Regions from separate parts of the Sus scrofa genome. Here regions 2 and 3 are each linked to region 1. Evidence: chromatin contacts called from public Hi-C and HiChIP or PLAC-seq data. All regions are on one chromosome and are shown on one strand. The core of a region is the stretch at or near the end of the contact, and the rest is flanking DNA. Distances in the headings are between cores, read along the strand shown. Region 1 overlaps ZBTB20 (zinc finger and BTB domain-containing protein 20). Region 2 overlaps ZBTB20 (zinc finger and BTB domain-containing protein 20). Region 3 overlaps ZBTB20 (zinc finger and BTB domain-containing protein 20).

The links. A called contact is a pair of places that touch in the nucleus more often than the background predicts. HiChIP or PLAC-seq counts read pairs in DNA pulled down with a chosen protein or histone mark.
Region 2: a contact with region 1 is called in an H3K27ac HiChIP or PLAC-seq map of skeletal muscle, with 7 times the contacts expected there. The contact joins two enhancer-like sites. A contact is called at or near these places in 1 of 47 Hi-C or Micro-C datasets (fetal heart ventricle) and 1 of 2 datasets of contacts at active chromatin or transcription factors (skeletal muscle).
Region 3: a contact with region 1 is called in a Hi-C map of skeletal muscle, with 2.8 times the contacts expected there. The contact joins two enhancer-like sites. A contact is called at or near these places in 9 of 47 Hi-C or Micro-C datasets (embryonic fibroblasts, epiblast stem cells, fetal skeletal muscle and 5 more) and 1 of 2 datasets of contacts at active chromatin or transcription factors (skeletal muscle).

What each region holds. Positions count from the first base shown.
Region 1 is chr13:145,615,879-145,619,520 of Sscrofa11.1, reverse strand. All of the region lies in intron 8 of ZBTB20 (zinc finger and BTB domain-containing protein 20), which reads right to left. Among named protein-coding and RNA genes, the nearest start is that of DRD3, 150 kb to the left of the region's middle. Within about 2 kb of position 1,845, at least 17 of the 83 cell types and tissues checked have an H3K27ac peak or open chromatin away from gene starts, as enhancers often do. A contact at or near this core is called in skeletal muscle, where this site is marked.
Region 2 is chr13:145,101,213-145,104,845 of Sscrofa11.1, reverse strand. The region is part of intron 2 of ZBTB20 (zinc finger and BTB domain-containing protein 20); the gene reads right to left. Among named protein-coding and RNA genes, the nearest start is that of ZBTB20, 250 kb to the right of the region's middle. Within about 2 kb of position 1,600, at least 9 of the 83 cell types and tissues checked have an H3K27ac peak or open chromatin away from gene starts, as enhancers often do. A contact at or near this core is called in skeletal muscle, where this site is marked.
Region 3 is chr13:144,909,212-144,912,595 of Sscrofa11.1, reverse strand. The region is part of intron 2 of ZBTB20 (zinc finger and BTB domain-containing protein 20); the gene reads right to left. Among named protein-coding and RNA genes, the nearest start is that of ZBTB20, 55 kb to the right of the region's middle. Within about 2 kb of position 1,250, at least 18 of the 83 cell types and tissues checked have an H3K27ac peak or open chromatin away from gene starts, as enhancers often do. A contact at or near this core is called in skeletal muscle, where this site is marked.

The sequences.
Region 1 (3,642 bases), core at 596-3,095:
GTAGATAAGTAATGTCAATAATGGAGACCATTATAGACTAAGGGTCTGACTGACCCTTCCCTAGATTTCATGAATCTTGTATAAGTCTAGAGGGGAGAGGAGAGCTGTAAAAGTTGACTGAATTTCTTGCTGACTTAGGGGTCTTGGGTTTGATTTTCTATAGAAAAATAGGGAAATGTTTCTCGCAGCTGAATGTCATGGAATAGGTCTGAACTTCCTATTGTTAGTCCTTAACAGTATGTTCTTGATTATTGCGTCTTTTCATTTTTCTTCATTGTGCCTGCCTTACCTCTATGAGAAGACTCTAAACTTCCTGAAGGCTATGACCATGACCACAAATTATCAGATCCCTCACACTGACCAACATACTTCTTTCCACTGAGTAGGTCTTGTCTGAGGGTTTGTTTGCTCAGCTCTCCCCCTCACATCACAAAGGTGCTCACAATGTGTGGGGGCCTTACTGCTCCCAGGAGTATGCCTTTTCTCTGGGCTATGTCTGTAGGCTGAGCCCCAGGGGTGTTCCGTCCTTTCAGTTCTGGGTAATGTTCTTCTTCCTGTCCTTTATTACCATACTCCCAGTCATCTGGGACTTTCAATGTTCAGTATGAATTCAGGGTCTAAGGTAATTGGTTTTTCATGTGTTCACTGTATTTCCCACAATCTGTGCTCCTTCATTAATGATTTTGGACACATACCATACTGTCCTCATCTCTCTGCTTCCACTTCCCCCAAGAGACAGCTCATTAAGTCCTCCTATCATTGAAGATTCATTGGAACTTAAAGATGAGCCACACCTTGTAACTCAAAGTGAGAAGAGATGACTAATCTGTGATGTGATATAAAAATGATCGAGTCGGTGTTCCCGTCATGGCTCAGCGGAAACGAATCTGACTAGGAAATATGAGGTTGCGGGTTCCATCCCTGGCCTCACTCAGTGGGTTAAGGATCCGGCATTGCTGTGCGCTGCGGCACAGGTTGCAGATGCAGCTCAGATCTGGCGTTGCTGGGGCTCTGGTGTAGGCCAGCAGCTGTAGCTCTGATTCGACCCCTAGCCTGGGAACCTCCATATGCAGCAGGTGTGGCCCTAAAAAGCAAAAAAAAAAAAAAAAAAAAAAAGATCAGGCCAAAGACATGGAAATAACTTAAATGTCCCTCAGCAGAGGAATGGATAAAGATGTGGTGTATATGTAAATGTGTATGTACACACACACACACACACACACAATACTACTCACTCAACATGAATGGACCTACAGATAATCATACTAAGCAGTGAGTCAGAAAGAAAAAGGCAAATATCATATGACATCACTTATACGTGGACTCTAAAATACAACACAAATGAACATATCTGCAAAACAGAACAGACTCACAGACATAGAGAACAGACCTAATGGCTGCAGGTGTCGGGGAGGATTGGGAGTTTGGGATGAGCAGATGCAAATTGGTGTATATAGGATAGATAAACAATAAGGTCCAACTGTAGAGCACAGAGAACTATATTCAATATCGTGTGAGAAACCAAAATGTGAAAGAATATGAGAAATAATACAGATATATCTGAATCACTCTGCTGTACAGCAGAAATTAACACATTATAAGGCAACTACAATAAAATGAAAAATAAATAAATAAAAGTTGACAGTAAATTAGGAAAAAAAAAGATCAGGCCAAATTCCTACCACTCTTGCCTAACTTAGGGAAGCTAAACTGCTTGGTAACAGATGTTACAGAGATATCTATCAATCAGCTTTGATAAGGGGTATTTATATTTGCATAAACAGTGTCAGGGATTGTTTAGAATCTTTTCACTTGGTGGCCACTGGGTGTCCTCATTTACAAAGTAAATATGCAATATTTAGTGCAGGTCACCAGAGAGAATAAAAGGCTCTAGTTTTCTCTTTGGCCTTTCACATACTGGGTATAAATTTATTGCTGAACTCACAACCAGGTCACATATTAGTCATGTTTAAAAACCTTCAGGTCAAACTGTTAAGGTTTATAACCAAAAGTAACTTCGGCAGGTTCCAGACATGAATTTACAAGGCTGTTTCCTTAGTAGAGGGGACTGTGAGCCAGTTATTAGAATGAACCCTTATTCATTTGAAAATTGGCATGGGATTTTGACTATTTGCCGAGAGAGCCAGGAGAGAGAAGCAGAGAAGGTCTTAATTTATTCTTGAAAGAAAAGAGAACATCAACTATCTCCATGGGATATTTGTTAAATTCTGTTTTTATCTCAACTTTTCTGAAAACCAATTAAAAATAATAATGAGAAAGATAAAATATGTCCTTTGCTTGGGGAACCTGAAATAATGTGAAAAATAATACAATGAGCTGTGTCATATAATGGTTATCAATCATTTCATATTTCAAGACAAAGAATTGTTATTCCTTTGTGGACCAGTTATTCCACGTGCAAAAGAAAGATGTCTGTGCTTCACAAGGATGTTACAGGACAAACAGAATGTGAAGGCACGAAGCATTCCGAAGAAGAGAAACTGTATGCAAGATAGATTTAAGGCATTACTAATATTCTAATTATGGTTGAGTCACAGTTGTATGACTTGTTCCTGATGGCAGACAGAAGTCAAGGCCAGAGCTCCCAGAGCCAACAAATATTTACTGTTTCAGCCACACCAAGGCACTGTGTGTGACATACTGCTTGGCAATCACTTCGTTCTCCCTAAAGTGACTTTTTGCATGCTTAGGTTTGTCAGTGCTTCTAAATTTAGATTATATACATCTTGGATGAGATTATTTCCTTGCAGGGCCAAAAGGATTTCCTTCTCCCCACCTTGCAAATTCTCAAACTTGAAATACAGAACTGCTGAAGATATTAACAATACCTGCTTTAACTAGCTTTAACTTGCTTTTTAAAAGCAAAGTTAACTGTACTTTTTTTTCACTAGTGTATATCCCCGGATGAATAATTATTTCACATCATTTCAGTATATAAACTAGCAGTATGATTCGGTGCCATAGCTAACAATTTATACAGATATCAGGGAAACTAGGAAGGTCCGAGGGCCCTTCGTTGCCTTTCCGAGATGTTCTCTGGCTGACTTGGCTTTGCTTGACAGCCTTTTCTGTTTCTAAAGGACCACCCACCCATGCCTCTAGTACAGCCATTTCTAACTCTTAATCAACAGTTTAAATCCCCAATAATGCATAATAGCTGGGTCACTTTCACCCTGAGTGTCTTCTAAAGAATCACCATGTATTCAGAGTGTATAGAAGTGTCTCCTTTCTTCTACAGATTCTTAAATTCCTGGGATTTACAGCATTTGCCAGCTCTTTAATGAGCAGATTAATTTCTGAACTAATGTAACCCTAAGACACATATCTGCAGAGCCCTCCTGATTGTGTTTTACCCTAAAGCCTTTCTCTTTTCAGTTTCCTCAGTTTGCTCCTTTAATTTCACTTTTAGAACTTCTTGAGGCTCGGTGGCTGAGCCACACAGCACAGGTCTTATCTGATGTGCCGGCGCCTGGTGTGGTCTAAGACACACTGGTGTTTTGTTCTTGAAGTACAAGACTGATGTTCTGAAACCTAGATTCCAACACAAAGGAGATCATTAGCTTGTTTTGAGTGTCTCTTTTCTTCTCTACCGTCCTTCCCCTACCCTCTCTAATACTTCCT
Region 2 (3,633 bases), core at 351-2,850, 510 kb after region 1:
TCCAGGTCTTGAGCATGCATTTAATACTGAGACACTTACTTTTATTTTCTAATTTATATCATGTCTCTTCAAGTATATCATAATGTTCTTAAAGTCAAAGACCTTGTACAAATTTTTATGTCCATAGTATCTAGTTGTGCCTTGCAAAATAAGCTTCTGCTGATGAAAACCGAATGCCATTTTTAGAATTCACTCTTATTACTATTATTCATAAAATCAGTTTATCTTTTGGCTTATCTCAAAGATTATCAATTTTAAAGAAACTTTGCTACACAAACTATAAATTTTAGGTAAATATGTTGTCTTTATCATCTCCAGGTTCAAACTGAACACTAAGAAATTGGTAATATTTAAGAATTAAATATATGCCTGCCAAATAATGTTGTCCCAATAATGGAACAAACAGAAGATAAAGAAAATAAGCATTTAAAAAGTGGAATTAAAACTTTAAAAGCAATTCTGAGTATGTATCTTTAAAAATATATTTTATATATTTAGTGTGTCCTAGGATTTTTATCCCATTTTTAGTACTCTGCATCCTCTTGCACATAGTAAGTGTTGAAGAAATCCATGTTTATTATTTAGAGGTACATTAGAGAAGTAGTTCCATTTTACATTCCCCCCACTAAGCAAATGTATTTATCATATTCCATAACAGCTCACAGTTTGTTATACATTAACTGCTCATTCTCTGTGCCAGTAAGACTGTGCTGGAACAGCAAATGAATTTGGTATGTTCATTTAAATGATTCTGCAAACCACAGGCTACCCAGTTGTCTAATGATAAGAGAGCCCCAAAGCCACCTGATCACCATTATACTCCCTTATATTTTTGGACTAGTGTGGTCAATACTGTCAGGATCTCAACACAGAAGAATGGGAAGGGAAAGTATACCTCGGACATAATCATGAAAAGGGTTTTATTAATTCAGGCACCGATGGTGATGTGGCTAGATTGGAAGGAGAATGGAATATAGGATTTGAAGTGCTTTATCTGCTCCAAGACCAATGCTGGTTTTGGCACTTCTCTCACTCTAGTGAGTTGCAAAAAAACAAGCAGGTGCTAGCAATCTGAGAGACCACATGCCAGCTACAGCTGCTTCAAACTGATTCAATTACATCTGCCTGAATAGTCCCAGGACATCAAACCAGTTGAAGAGATTCGTAGGTTGCAAGGAGACCTAGTCTATCCAGAGATAACCACCTGCAAATCTCCAGGTTTGGGTATAAGTGATCATTCTATCACCAGGCACAGGAAAAAAGATGGCGTAGGGGGAACTTTGCTTTTAATTCATTTTAAAATTAAAAATTGGAGCGAGCACAAAAGGTTCCTTTGAATTTTTATGTTTAAAATCTCACAGTAGCTGAGGTCTTAAGGATACCTTGAAACAGCCTGATTTTTGTGATAACACTTCCCAAATCATTGGGTACAGCACATTTACTGAACATGCTCTTGGGATCCGGACTTCGCTCCAAACCTTGTTTGTACAAAAAGGGGCCAAGCAGCTGGGAAATTCTGGAGTGGAGTGTGTCCTCATTAGTTCCCATCTGCCACCAGAACTCAGCTCATGGCAAGTTTGGCTAAGTCCTGGTGTACTCAGGTCCAAATGTGGGTCAGTTTTAATTACACTATACAGAATTCAGTGTGCAGTTTTAAAATCCTTATTATACAGCACAGAGGAATGGGCAGCTCTCCAGCTAATCAATTTTTAAAAAGTACATATATAAAATTTTTAAACCAGGCTAGACAGACAGTGGGTGGAAAAAAAAATCTTATAAATGAGTACAAGGGTTACTTAAGAGAATTATTAGTGAAATTGGGTCACGAACAAGTTCTGCTTTAAAACTTCGAAGTGAGAACAAACTGTTCCATTGGTAAGATAGATAAAATAAGGTGCACAATGTCCCTTGCTCTTCAGTGTGAATGAGTAACAACAATCTGTGACCAGTTTATGGTAAATACCTATGGCAGCACTGGATTTCACCTAGCAGATATCCTTATTTTGTTTTTTTGACACTAAGAATAACTCATGGCAGGGATTGCAAAAAAAAAGGGGGGGGGAGAATCCCAAATTACCTGTTAAAAGTAAAAGAAAAAAACAATGAGGTAAATGAGAGAAAGGAGAACAAAGTGCACATGCACTGAGTAGCAGACTCTGGGCAAGTCATGACTTGGCTCTCAATGCCATCCATACAAACTAGGGCCAGAACCAACCCATGTAGTCTATGTTCAGAATCCATCCTGTCTCCATCAGGTACAGGAGAGCTAGAATACTAAGCCCTCAAAAACAACTGTCAGCAAAAAATTCAGAAGCGAAGATATAGGCAGTCAATATTTATTGGGCATTTACACAATAGCATGATGCACCAGTTTTGATGGATAAAATGTCCTTTGGCATAAGCCCTAATGACCAAAAAAAAAAAAAAAGCTTAAATGCTCCACGTATTTGGAGGCTTTTGACTGAGTTATTATGAAGCTTATCCACTGAAAAGGCAGAAATGAATTCTGGGTTCACATACTGGCATTTAATATTTATTGGCTATATGATATTGGACAAACTGCTTATTTCCGAGTTTAAGATTTTTCACTTGTAAAATGGGGAAAATAACATTTACCTAATAGACTGTTGTGAGAATCATCAATAGCATATATATATATAACATCACCTGGAATATAAAAGGCACTCAGTAGGTGTTAACTATTTTAACCCATTAGTTGAGTTCATGTCTGCCACAAAGAAAGATGTGTTACAGTCCTAACCCCAAGTCCCTCAAAATGTGACCTTATTTGAAGATAAGGTCTTTAGGAGGTAATCAAGTCAAAATGAAATAATTACACAAGGCCCTAATCCAGTATGACTGATGTCCTTATTTAAAAGGGTAATTTGGAAGCAGAGACAGATATTCACAGAGAGAAGACAACGTGAAGAGACACTGGGAGAAGATGGCCCTCTACAAGCTGAGGAGAGAGGCCTAAAACAGATCCTTCAAAGCCCTCAGAAAGAACCAACTCTGCCAAAACATTGACTTCAGGCTTATAGCGTGAGAAAATTTCTATTTTTTAACTGCCCAGTTTGTAATACTTTGTTACGGCAGCCCTAGCAAACTAATACCCAGCTAAATAAAAATTTCATTAATCATCAAGGTTGACCCTGACTCACATGGTCAAAACTGTATACCTGTCATTAGGCAAGTCAACTTTATTAACTCTACTAAATAATGGTCTATTTCATATGTTATCTAGAGCTTTCTTTCCTTCTTTTCTGGTTGTTGTTCAGAAATACACTGCAGCAATATAAACAGCCTAGCTGGAAAAAAAAAAAAACTGGTTTATTATAATTAAGATCATTTAGTTTTTATTAGAGATAATTAAGGGAAAATCATACATCTAAATTCACAGGTCTACTTTTCTACTGTTGAAGGAGTTTGCATAGGAGAGTATCAGGACATTTTTCTTCACCAGTTTCGCCATTTACTAATCGGCAACTCTGCCTACTAAACCTGTGGCAGCTTACATTGTAACAACATTGGCAAGAAACCACTTTCAGTCCACTAGAATATATGTAAAGAGTAAGTAGTTTAATTGGTGAGTATAGATTCTTCATTGTTTACAAGAGATTACTTTTAAGGGTA
Region 3 (3,384 bases), core at 1-2,500, 710 kb after region 1:
TACTTTAAAATCAACTAGTCCAGCCTTACCATTTTATGCATGGGAAACAAACCTAGAAAAGATAAGTATCTTATCAAAGATAAGATAGCAAATTTGTCATAGAGGTAGAAATAGAGGATAACTATCTTTACCCCAAACTCAACTACAATATACACTTTTGAAAAGGCAATACATTGTTTTCAAAGTCAGAAAGATTTTCAAAATCATTTTTAATGTGAAAGAAAATTTATAAAGGGATCTTTGCAAAGTAAGTGGTTTTAGAAGGTATTTTTCCAAAGAGAAAAACTGTTCTAAAATTATTTAAAATTAAAAAAATAAAACAAATGAGAAGTTATAAACAAGCGACACATAATCATTTATTCAGACCGCAAACATCTGAGTGCCTCTGGGCTGAATGCCATAGAAAGTTCTAGAGGCAGAAGGATGAATAAAATACAAACACAATGCTGGAAGAACTCATGGTTTAGTAGGAAGATATGATTACAAACAATGGCAATGCAATGTGAAAAGCGATGTTACCAAGGTATGCATATAAAAGTTACTCTGAGAATGTGCAGGAAGGATTGCCTCACTGTCTGAACTGATCAAGCTGAGGCTTTATAAGTGGTAAGAATTAGGTGAATATCTCTGACAATTCCTGCCTTCTTCATGCCAAATTCTAAATAGACACATCTCTGTTTGTGGCTGGAATTTTTAAAGTATTTTTAATATACAATGAGATGGGAGAAGGGGTAAAGTGAACTACATCCTAACTTCTCTTTGGGTAATAAGCATTGCCAAACACATTAAAGCATAGATTTTTGTGCAGCTACTGAAAAATCAGAGCTTGAAACAATTTGCCAATTTTTTGCAAATGTCCTGTTCTTTCCTTTTCACTGTGTCATGCACCAGTTACTCTCACAGCAACAGGGACACAAGGTGGCACTGTGGTGCTGACATTCATTTCAGAACCCTTTCTAAATGGACAAATTGGAAAAAGGAAAAAGCTCTACTGTGACAACTAAAACTAGAGTTGTATTACTGGCCCTCTCCTAAGTCTACCAGCATTAATAATGGCCAAAGAAGGAGCAAATCTTTTTGCATTTCATGAATATCACATCATGCCTGTATAGAAGAGAACATATTCTCTGATGGTTTCTGCAAAATGTCATGTGTGTGTTCACAGACATGTTCAAATGCATATAGTGCAGCTTTGTCAATATAAAGTTGGAAGTGAGCTGTTTACCACGGGCAAGGCCATGGACATGGACCACCTCTCCATCTAGTGGCCAGTGGGGAGGAATGAAGCCACAGTAACCATTTTGTGCTTCAATCAGTTAAAAGCAGCCCTTTTATCAAACCACCCATTGGCAATTATGTCACTTTGTCTGACAGATGACAACTTTCGGTTTAGTGCATTCATTAAACTACTAAATAGACCCAATTATATTGTGATATCTACTTAAGTTGAGGACAATAACCGAAAAATTAAAGCACATGTGGGTTTCTCAGTCCACCTAAATTCCCTTTATTCTTCCATTGTTACCAACCTAACTTCTCTTCATATACTTGTGATTTATGGGTAGAAAATGCAGGCAGAATTACCTATATATACAGCTATGTAAAATAAAAGCACATGTGGAGTTCCTGAGTGGCCTAGCGGTTGAAGATTTACCATTGTCACCACTGTGGCTTGAGTTTGATCCCTGGCCCAGGAATTTCCACATGCTATGAATGTGGCCAAAATAAAATAAAAGCATACAATGAGATAAAAGAAAATCTAAAAGAGATAGGTTCCCTTCATTTTATAGGCAAGGAAACTGAGGAACATAGAGATTATGATTTATTCCAAATCATATAGTCAGTTAGGACTAGAAACCAGGCTTCCAAATTTAACCAATTTTTGGCATTAGTTACTACCTCATGTTCTCCAAGGCACTATTCTTTTGTTTGTTTGTTGTTGTGTTTTGTTTACCACGCCATAGGGTTTCTTTCAACATACTAGGTAAAAAAAATTCGTTTCTAAAACTTTCATTCACATATTTTCATGCTAAATTGATAGGATTATACATAAATCCTAGCACAACCTTATATTCATGGCTATATTCTCAGCCTGTTAATAAAAACATGCTTTAAAAAAGTAACAAATTATTCACATTTATTTAACACTTAAAAAGCTAAGCAGTAAGTGGGCAGGGAATGGAATAGAATGCTCTGGCAAAAAAAATACAAAAATGGTTTCAGAAAGCCATTCTAAAAAGAAATCTGAATCCATTCAGACTGATGGGAAGTTTAGAGTCATTTTTGTTTTGTTTCATACAAAAAGTATTTAACTTTATTTTGAGAGGAAACAAATGCACATGCACACACACACATAAATATACACACAAACTTAGTTGATCATTACATCCATTTAATTAAACTCATGATGCTGTTTTGTGGCATGCCTATGGAATGCTTTGTTGGGAAGTTTTCTTTTTAAAATAAATGAAATCTGTCCACCAACTACAAAAATCTGCTCACAACTCCAAACCAAGGCTTTAAAGGAAAAAGGTATGAAGGAAACCTGGCAGTAACTATATTAGAAATGTGACTTTCTCTTCTATATGCTCCTCTAGGCAGTACCCCTGAACGCTGTCTTGGAGTAGAGGGGAAATTTAGATAGATCTGTTTTAAATAGGCATAGGGAAAAGAGAGCGCTGTGTCCAATAGGTCAGATGGCTTTTATTGTGGGTTGGAGAGAAAATTGTTTTCTTTCATCACACTTACACATTTAGAAGCTTCAAAAGCTCCTCCTCTCTCCACCCTCAGCTTTACTTATATTCTTATCTCCATTTGCTTTTAATCATCTCAATTCTTCTCTCCTCTAGAGATGAGGTGAAGGACAAATATCTCTGTTGATTTGAGGAAATAGAAAAAAATAAGGAATATTCCAGATCTTTTTACTCAATCTAAAGCTGTGCTAACAAGTGCAAACAACCAAGAAGATGGAGACATCACAAATATGTGCAGACCCGAAGTACATTTACCAGGCCAAAAAGAATTTTAATGTGTCCAGTATTTAACAACAACAACAAATCCAACACCATAAAGCTACCTTAAGATTATATCTGACTAATTCCTATTTAAATAATATAAGAGAGGACCATATTCTCACTGTTAAAATGCCTTGATGTTGAAATAAGGGAGTTTTGTTTGTTTGTAATAACCACATAGTTTTCATATCTATGCATTCAATCTATCAGAAAAATGACACAACTGAAGGCATTCATAGTTCTTTGCTAGTAATAGTTTTTTTCCTTTCTTTTTTTTTTTTTGTTTTTACTAAGTTTTAATTTGGTACCTGAGAAAGCTGACAACATCATTTAAATATTTTCCCACTTGCATTTCATTTACTGGAAAGAA